2 separate regions of the Delphinus delphis genome follow, and region 2 is linked to region 1. A link is a contact called in public Hi-C data. All regions are on one chromosome and are shown on one strand. Each heading gives the region's core, a stretch centred on a gene start, on an enhancer-like site or on the middle of the called end of the contact. The rest is flanking DNA. Distances are from core to core; before and after follow the strand shown.

The links. Hi-C and Micro-C count contacts between places; a contact is called where the count stands out from the background.
Region 2: a contact with region 1 is called in a Hi-C map of muscle, with 2.8 times the contacts expected there. The contact joins the promoter of PARD6G here to the promoter of ADNP2 in region 1. A contact is called at or near these places in 2 of 3 Hi-C or Micro-C datasets (lung and muscle).

What each region holds. Positions count from the first base shown.
Region 1 is chr13:88,852,108-88,856,791 of mDelDel1.2, forward strand. It overlaps ADNP2 (ADNP homeobox 2), which reads left to right and starts at 2,758. Exons shown (of 6, transcript XR_011246703.1): 1 at 2,758-3,429.
Region 2 is chr13:89,007,028-89,011,711 of mDelDel1.2, forward strand. PARD6G (par-6 family cell polarity regulator gamma) reads right to left here and starts at 2,240. Exons shown (of 3, transcript XM_060029286.1): 1 at 2,024-2,240. The coding sequence starts at 2,095.

The sequences.
Region 1 (4,684 bases), core at 1,508-4,007:
TTTATAGTAAAGAATCTAGTTAGAATTGCGCATTGAATTTAGTTATCTTTAGTCTCTCTCAATCTGGAACAGTTCTTAGTTTTTCCTTCCATGATCTTTTTCTAAGTGTATAATTAGTTGATTTTTAGTAAATTTATAGAGCTGTGCAACCAACAGCGCAATCTAATATTAGAACATTTCCAGCACTCTCCCCAAAAACCTATCCATGAGCAGTTACTACCCGTTCCCACCCGCAGCCGACTGCTACTCTACCTTCTATCTCTGTAGATTTGTCTTTTCTGAACATTTCATGTAAATGGAATCAGACAGTATGAGGACTTTTGCGTCTGGCTTCTTTCACTTAGCGTCATGTTTTCGAGATTCATTCATGTTGTAGCGTGCATCGGTACCTAGTTACTTTTATTGCCAGATACTATTTTGTGGTATGGGTATGCCATATTTTGTTCATCCAGTCAACATTTGGTGGACACTTGGATTGTTTCCACATTTTGGCTATTATGAATAGTGCGCCCTTGTATCATCTGGACACTTTTGAAGATTGCAGGTTAGATATTTTGTACAGTGTCTCTTAACTGAATGTCTGCCAGACTTCTGTGAATTACACTTTCCCCTTTGGTTATTAACAAGTATTTTGTGGGGAGATGCTTGGAAACCATGTAAAATATCCCATTCCTCACTAAACTTTCAATTTATTAAATTGTTTATGTTACCATGGACTTAAGTTTACATTCTAGTGGGTTATATTTTGGTTACTATTTCTGAATACCAAACCACCCCAAAACTTTGTAGAATGAAACATTTTATTAAAAAAACTCAGTAATTCTTCGGGTCAGGAGTTCAGGTGGGAGCAGGGAAGCTGGCTTGTTTATATTCCACAATGTCTGGGGCCTCATCTGGAAAGACTCAAAGGCTCAGGGTGACTGGACAGCTGCAGGCTCTAGAGCATCTTCACTCTTGTGTCTGCTAGTTGATGTGGAGCCTCTCCATGTGGGCTAGTTGAACTTCTTACAGTAAGGAGTCTAGATTCCAAGAGTAATGGTACCCAGAGGGCAGGCAAAAGCATGTGGCATTTTTATGGTCTACCTTTGGAATTCACATGGCATTACTTCTGCCACACTTTATTGGTTGAGGTTGCCGGAAAGTTCTGCCCAGGTTCTAAGGGTGGGAGCATAGATGCCCCTACTTTTTGGGAGGAGTGTCAAGGACATATTTTAAGGAAAGCATGTGGGATGGGAGATCCTGTTACGCTATCTTTGGAAAATTCAGTGCCACAGATTAATCTGTTATTGTCATTACTTATTTGGTACCCACATTGTCCCACATTTGGCTGGCGGGAACTTCTTCAAGCGCTTGACTTCTTTTGAGTCCTTTTGACATGTCTCACCATTCTTTGAGCAACTTCGTTATTTTCTGGCATAAGACATTCTAGGCTCATCTTGTCCTTTATGTGCTCCAGCCCTAGAATCAGCCGTTTTTTCCAAGGAGCCCTGTTTCCTTTTAATGGAAAGTGGTATTTAGAAAGTAAGATTTGAGGGACTTCCCAGGTGGCACAGTGGTTAAGAATCTGCCTGCCAATGCAGGGGACACGGGTTCGAGCCCTGGTCTGGGAAGATCCCACATGCTGTGGAGCAACTAAGCCCATGAGCCACAACTACTGAGCCTGCGCTCTAGAGCCTGTGAGCCACAACAACTGAGCCCGTGTGCCACAACTACTGAGCCCATGCCCTGCAACAAGAGAAGTCGCCGCAATGAGAAGCCCCCATACTGCAATGAAGACTAGCCTCTTCTGTCCGCAACTAGAGAAAGCCTGGGCGCAGCAACAAAGACCCCACGCAGCCAAAAATAAGTAAATAAATAAAATTAAAAAAGAAAAGAAAAGTAAGATTTGGGCCCAAGGAGTGCTCACTGCTACTGGGGTGTGTAACTGCTTCCAGGCTCTCGCAGTGGACAGAGCTATACAATATACACAGACACATTAACAAATGTATTTATTTTTAATCTATGTATGTGTTAAAAATAATGAGGTCACAGCTATACCTCTTATCATGGTCAAGTACCACAGGATTTATTTTAATTTTATGCTTTTTCAGGTATTTTAAAAACAGCTTTATGGAGATGTAATTTACATACCATACACTTCACCTTTTTTTAAAAAAATTATTTATTTATTTATTTGGCTCTGCCGGGTCTTAGTCGCGGCACGTGGGATCTTCACTGAGGCACACGGGATCTTTAGTTGCGGCATGCAGGATCTAGTTCCCTGACCAGGGGTCGAACCCAGGCTCCCGGCATTGGGAGCGTGGAGTCTTAACCACTGGACCACCAGGGAAGTCCCCAGTTCACCTATTTAAAGTGTACTTACTAAGTGGCTTTTAGTAGGTTCACAGAGTTGTGCATACATCACCACAGTCGATTTTAGAATATTGTCATTATTCCAAAAGGAAACCCTGTTCCCCTTAGCCATCACCTTCCAGTCCACCTCAGCCTTAAGCAACCAGTATTCTCCTTTCTGTCTCTATAGATTTGTCTGTTCTGGATACTTCATATACATTGAATCGTATAATATGTGGTCCTTGGTGTCTGGCTCCTTTCACATAGCATAATGTTCCCTCACACAGGATCTTTGTTGAGGCATGTGGGAGCTTTCGTTGAGGCACCAGGGCTTCTCTTTAGTTGTGGCTCATGGGCTCAGTAGTTGTGGCCCACGGGCTTAGTTGCTCCACGGCTTATGGGATCTTCCCAGACCAGGGATTGAACCCATGTCCCCTGCATTGGCAGGCAGATTGTTAACCACTGCGCCACCAGGGAAGTCCCCTTAGCCTATTTTTAAGTTGGGTTTTTTATTTGCCTTTTAATTATTGTTATGTATTCTGGATATAAGTTTCTTATCAGAAATAAAATTTACAAATATTTTCTCCCATTTTGTGGATTCTCTTTGCTTTTTTGATGGTTTCCTTCAAAGCAGGTAGGTCTTTAATTTTGATGAAGTCCAACTTATCTATTTTTTCTCTTGTTGCTAGTGCTTTTTGGTGTCATATCTAAGAATCCATTGCCAAATCCAAGGTCACGAAGATTTATGCCTATGTTTTCTTCCGAGAGTTTTAAAATTTCACCATGTGCATGTATGATCCATTTGGAGTTAATTTTTGTATATGGTATAAGGGAAGAGTCCAACTTCATTCTTTTGTATGTGGAAATCTGATTGTCCCAGAGTAAAAATTACTCTGCTTTACCAGCCCTGTTTTAAAAAATTTTATGTGTGTATGTGTATATGTACTTATTACAGTTTTGTTTTCTTCCCTTTTAAGGAAAATTTCAAAAATGTTTCAAATTCCTGTGGAGAATCTTGACAACATCAGGAAGGTACGGAAAAAGGTGAAAAGCATTCTTATGGATATTGGGCTTGACAGCTGCAAGGAGTTGCTGAAGGTAAGAAGACATAAGTAACAGATTAAGAGAAGACAGTAATATTGGAGATACTGGGGGTGGTGAGATTTGAACTGGGAGGTTTTGGAGAATGGGTAAGATGCCTCAAGATGGAAATTGCCGACTCTTGAAATGAGGCGTGGGAATAGCATTCGTTTTTATTCATGTCTTTGACTTAAAGTGGGCTACTTTAGGCTCTTCCAGTTTTTAACGTTACGTTTAGGAGAGACTGTTTATAGTCATTAGTTGCAACATATTTTTGTTTTTGATCTTTGAGGGGAGTGTCTTGAATTACATAAATTATTTTATCAGAAGAAAACTAACTCAATTTTGTTAGAGTGATCGTCAAATGGGGATGCATTCTTTTATGATAGGGTTGTTTGTTTTCTTTTTCTGATTTGTGAATTTAATACTTCAGTCTTACAAAAGTTTAAAAATTCAGGTCACAGTCACACACTTTATTGATAAATTATGGTCTCATATAATTTTATCTTTTCTTATAACTGGAGAATATATGGCTGGCATAAAGAAATAAAAATTGTTAAATAAAGCTTGCTTTGTAGCTTTATAGCCACTTATAATTCTATGCATGTTTAATTCATAGCTATTGAAATAGGGACCGTGTCTGCTTTGAATTTTTCAGACTTGTGAAGAATTCGATTCAAGGTGTTATTGGCCTGGGAAGAGTTCAGTTTCTTAATTTTCAAATCTCAGACTTTGAACCAGATTGACTTTTATTTATAAAAAGGTGTTCAGGTGTTCTGATGCTGAAAGACCAATACGTAACCAGGATTCTCATTAATGGTCAGAATTGATTTTTGCTCTAAAGTAAAATTTCTCAAAGGTAGACCTCAAATAGTTATCTTCAAACATTACCACCCCAGAGAGATCTTCCCCCTAAAATGCTGCCCTTTTCACTTTGTTATCTTACCTGTTCTTTCTTCAGAGCTCCTGCAATACCTGATGTTATTTGTTTATCTGTATCCCTCACTTGAATGTAAGAAGGCATGGACCACATTGTTTTGTTATCCACTCTATTACCTGTACATGCTTAACATATATATTTTTTTTAACAAATATTTTTCGAGTGAATGAATGAAAGTAAAACCCAAGTAGAGAAGTACTTTCAATAACAGACTGTGCCTGAAAGTTTATTTGGAAATAAAAGGTCGGAGGAGATACTGAATTGGAAGCTCTTAGACACTGTTGTTCAAGAACAGTCTTAAAGTGAGAGCATGGTCATTGTTCCTGCAGCTCT
Region 2 (4,684 bases), core at 990-3,489, 150 kb after region 1:
CAAATTCAACCAGAACTCTCGCTCTGCCACTCACCCCCGGTGGAGCATTCAATGCATCTGCACTTGAGCCCAGGCTTGGGCCATGGGGCAGTGCCCCTTCTTCACTGGGCAGTCAAGAAGGTGGGGCAGCCTGAGGCAACCCGCTGGGCCACCCGAACGCCCACAGCCCCCGGTTCCCCAGGAGAGGCAAAGGCAGATGCCTACTCTCCAGTCCCCAGGGGTCCTCACAGTGTCCACAGTGCAGAACTGCAAGATAAGGCCTGGTGAGGGCATTTCCTCCAGGGCTGTCCCTCTGGACGGACCCTCTGGAGTTGAATCTGGTCAGGCAGCTGCAAGCCGCCCGTGGCTACTGAGCACAGGGGATGTGGCCAGTGAGACTCAGGAACAGCATGTGATGTTAATCACTTAGAACCAAACTGCCACTGTGAAAGGGCAGCAGGAGGTACCCTTGCGTTCGAAGTGGTCTGTGTTGTGACCGTGCTGGGTCTCAGGAATGAGCACACGACAAAAGTGTGTGACCCAAAAACACCCCGTGAACAAGTCTGATGAGGTCCTGAATGCGACACTGTGATACAAGATGTTACCTTTGGGGAATTTGGGGAAGTCTCTGTATTCTTTTCCACAACTGCCTGTTAATCTGTGATGATCTCAAAATAAACAGTTAAAACGAAACACCACACGGGCTCAGTGGCTACTGCAGGCGACAATGAGCTCCACAAAGCCACCTTCCCACTGAGTTGAAGAAACGTCAATTATTTGGGGCTCCCACTCACGCCTGTCAGTTCTTCTCCCCCACGCAACTCACAGCGGGCACTTCTGATTCCGGGGTGTGGGCACTCTGGGGCTAAAAGCGGGGAGGAGTGCAGGGCGAGGGTCCCGGAATTAGCACACGGGGTAGTTAGAGATGAGGGGTTCCTAAAAAGACTGTCCAACAAGATGGTGATGAAATGCCGCAACTCACTGCAGTGGGGTTCCCGCAGAGAATCCCCCATCCTCGGAGGAAGCCCTGGAACTCCTACGCCAAAGCACCCCCCTTGCCCGGTAGGGGCAACCCAGGCAGGGGGCCGCCGGGTTCGTCTTCCCAGAGACCGGACCGGGTCACACACGCCCCGCGACCCAAGCGTGCGCAGAGTTGGAGGTCAGAGCCCACCCTCGGGTCCGGCCCCCTCCCACCAACCACTCAGTTGCCTCTGCCTTGCTTGACCGAGGCGGGGGGCGCGCAGAGAACGGGCGAGAGCCGGATCCCAGGCAGCGGTAAGCTGGGCCCCCTCCCTCCAGGACCCTGAACAACTGCAACTCCTCCTCCGCCGCGGGGTCCACCACTGAGACCCTCGCAGACAAAAGCGTCTGCCGCGAAGTAGCCGCCCCCGCAAAGGGCAGAAGCGCCAGATCCTATCAGCCAATTACCCAAACGCGCACAGCAACCCGCAAGTTCGGGCACGCTGGGGCCGGGGCGCGGGCAGCGGGAGGGGCCGCCGGCCCGGCGCGCCCGGGCAATCTGGGCCTGGGGCGCGCCGGGAGGCTGAGGGACTGGTACAGAGGGCCGGGCCGGGGACTGGGGGTCCGGTCCGGGGATCGGGGACCGGCTGCCCGTCTCCCCTCACCGATTCCGAGACTCCTCCGCAATGAAGGAGGCGGCGCGGCCAGGGCCCTCCCCTGGCCCGGGCCCCCGAGGCCCCTCCACGGCCCCGAATCCGAGCAGCCCCTGGGTCGCCCCGGAAATGTCGCCCCTCCACCGTGCGGCGCGCCGGGTCGCCGCCAGCTTGTGGAACAAAAGAGCCGCTCTCGCGAAGGGTCAGGCGGCCGCGCGGCCCTCCGAGCGCCGGGGCTCCAGCTGAACCCTATCGGGCTGCCGGGCTTTGTGCGCGCGCAGGGGCGGGAAGGATTGCGGGACCCCTGCACATCCCACGGACGGCGCCGCGTTCCAAAGTTGGCGCCGGCCCGTCTCGCGCCTCCCAGTCCCCTTCGGGGTGCCCATTCATTCGCGGGGGTGGGGGGCGCAGACCGCCGGCCCCCGGCTCACCTTGCTCTTGACTTCCACCGCGCTGCAGTCGTAGAAGCGCAGGGTCTGAGACTTGTGGAAACTCCGGTTCATGGTTCCGGCCCCGCTTAGCCTCGTCTTCGCCCTCGCTCCTCGCTACGGGGGCTGCAGAAGGACCCTGGGTGCAATACCCACCGCCGCGGCCCCGACCCCGGCCCGCGCTCGCTCGGCCGCGGGGCAGCTCGAGTGCAGCGGCCCGAGCTGGGCTGGCCGCGCGCCTTGGGCACTCCAGGGGCCGCGCGCGGGAGGAGCAGGGGAAGCCGGCGCGCGCCGCCCCGAGAACCCGCCCCCCGAGCCCCTAGAACCTACGTCCCGCCCCGAGCCCAGAGTATCCGCCACCAATCCCCGCCCCGCGCCCAGAGCATCCGCCGCCAATCCCCGCCCCGTACCCAGAGAACCCGGCCCCACGCCCCGCCCCGCGCGCCGACGACCTGCCCCGCGTCGCCAGCACTCGTACCCCGAGGACACGCCCGGAGCTCGGAGGGCACGCCCTCACGAGCCCCAAGGGCCCACGTCCTGCTCCGCGCCCCGTGGATCAGTCGCCTGTTCCCGCCCCGCGTCCCGAGGACCAGTTCCCCGAGGACACGCCCCACGCCGAGAAAACCGGCTCACGTTCCCGAGGACCCGCCCCACGAGCCTCAAGGCCCAGACTCGCGCCCTGAGGATCCACCTCCCGAGTCTGGAGGACACGCCCCCTGCCCCCGAGGACTCACCCAACGCCCCGCCCAGGGCTCGCCAACCCGGCCCCCCGAACCCGCCGTCAATCCCCGCCCGGTGCCCCGAAGACCCTCCCCCAGCCCCGCCCCGCGGGCCCGCCCCCAAAGACGCCGCGACCGGGTAGGTGCGTGCTCCAGTCCGCAAAATCAAGAGCGGGGAAGAGACGCCGCGCTGACCCACGCGGGGCGCCTCATTCCCACCTCGGCGCCCACGCTTTTTCTCCCTTGCTCGCTCCCGCCAAGATTTTGTTTGCCTCCACCCGTCGGCCAGGGAAGGGGACTGATCTAGGGTGATCTTTAACGTTGTCTTGGATAATAGGGGAATCATCGGAGGCGTGACGCCCTTGGGTCCACGTGTCCGTAGGAGCTGCCAGGTGGTAGATGGTCTGGGCGAAGGTTCTGCCGGAGGCAAACTCCTAAGGCATAGTCTAGCATAGGCCGAAGTAAAGGGATAGGGAATGGTCAGAAGCATCGTATAGGCCTGTCTGATGAGAAGGAAGACTTCTGCCAAGGCTGGTAGAAAAAAGAACATGTTAGGAGAAAGAGGTCATCAGTTGTTAGCAATGACATGAGTACTTATTATCTAGAGAGATGGGGAAGTGGGGCTGCCAAAACCAACATCCTCGCTCTTGAGGAATTTGTAATGAAGTTAAGAACACAGGGCAAATAGGTGTTTCAAAATTATTATAAAGTATACGAGTTTACAATCCAATTTTAGTTTATTATATAACTTTTCTTAGTGTAAATTCATAGGAGGAAAAGGAAGAGGAAATACAAACATGCTAATTTAATTATTATACATACAGAAGGGTGTGTTAGTTAAATCTCTGGTTTTATATGTAATCAAGGACTTCCCTGGTAGCGCAGTGGTTAAGAACTCGCCTGCCAATGCAGGGGACACCGGTTCCATCCCTACTCCGGTAAGATCCCACATGCCGCGAAGCAACTAAGCCCATGCCCCACAACTACTGAGCCTGCGCTCTAGAGCCCGTGAGCCACAACTACTGAGCCCGCGTGCCACGACTACTGAAGCCTGTGCGCCTAGAGCCAGTGCTCCACGACAAGAGAAGCCACGGCAATGAGAAGCCTACGCACCGCAACGAAGAGTAGCCCCGGCTCGCTGCAACTAGAGAAAGCCCACGTGCAGCAACGAAGACCCAACGCAGCCAAAAATAAATAAATAAAAAATAAATTTCTAAAAGAAAAATTAAACTACGTTAAAAAAAATAAATGTAATCAAGAACAAATTTAGAAAACAATATAACCCCTCAAATTTTCAGAACAGTTTATGTATATATACATATATATATATAGAGAGAGAGAGAGAGAGAGAGGGGTGTGAAACGAATGCAAACACGTTGTGAAATACTTATTAAATTCTATAGACAGAAAAAATAACACAGTAAATAGGAACTGTGAGTATATATATATATATATATATATACATCTGTCATGCCTATAAATGTGAGTGAGATAAAATTCACCTATTTTAAGACTTTCAGATTTGTTCACTAAGTAATACCCAGTCAAAAACAGCAAACAAGAGGGGCCCTCCCTGACGGTCCAGTGACTCAGACTCCACGCTCCCAATGCAGGGGGCCCATGTTTGATCCCTGGTCAGGGCACTGGATCCCGCACGCCGCAACGAAGATCCCCAAGGGGCAACGAAGATCGCCGCGTGCAGCAACTAAGACCCGACGCAGCCAAATAAATATTTTTTTAAAAAACGGTAAACAAGAGACATAACTACAACAAAGTGACATAGAAAGGATGAAATTTAAAATACCAGTAAAAGAGAGAAAATGGGGGTTCTTAATTTAAGATTATGTTGCTTTAGGGACAAAGGCATTACCTCATTTAATGAAAATGAGCCTTCAGATACCACAGACGACAGGAGTTTTTTTTTTTAAGGAAAACAAGTCATATG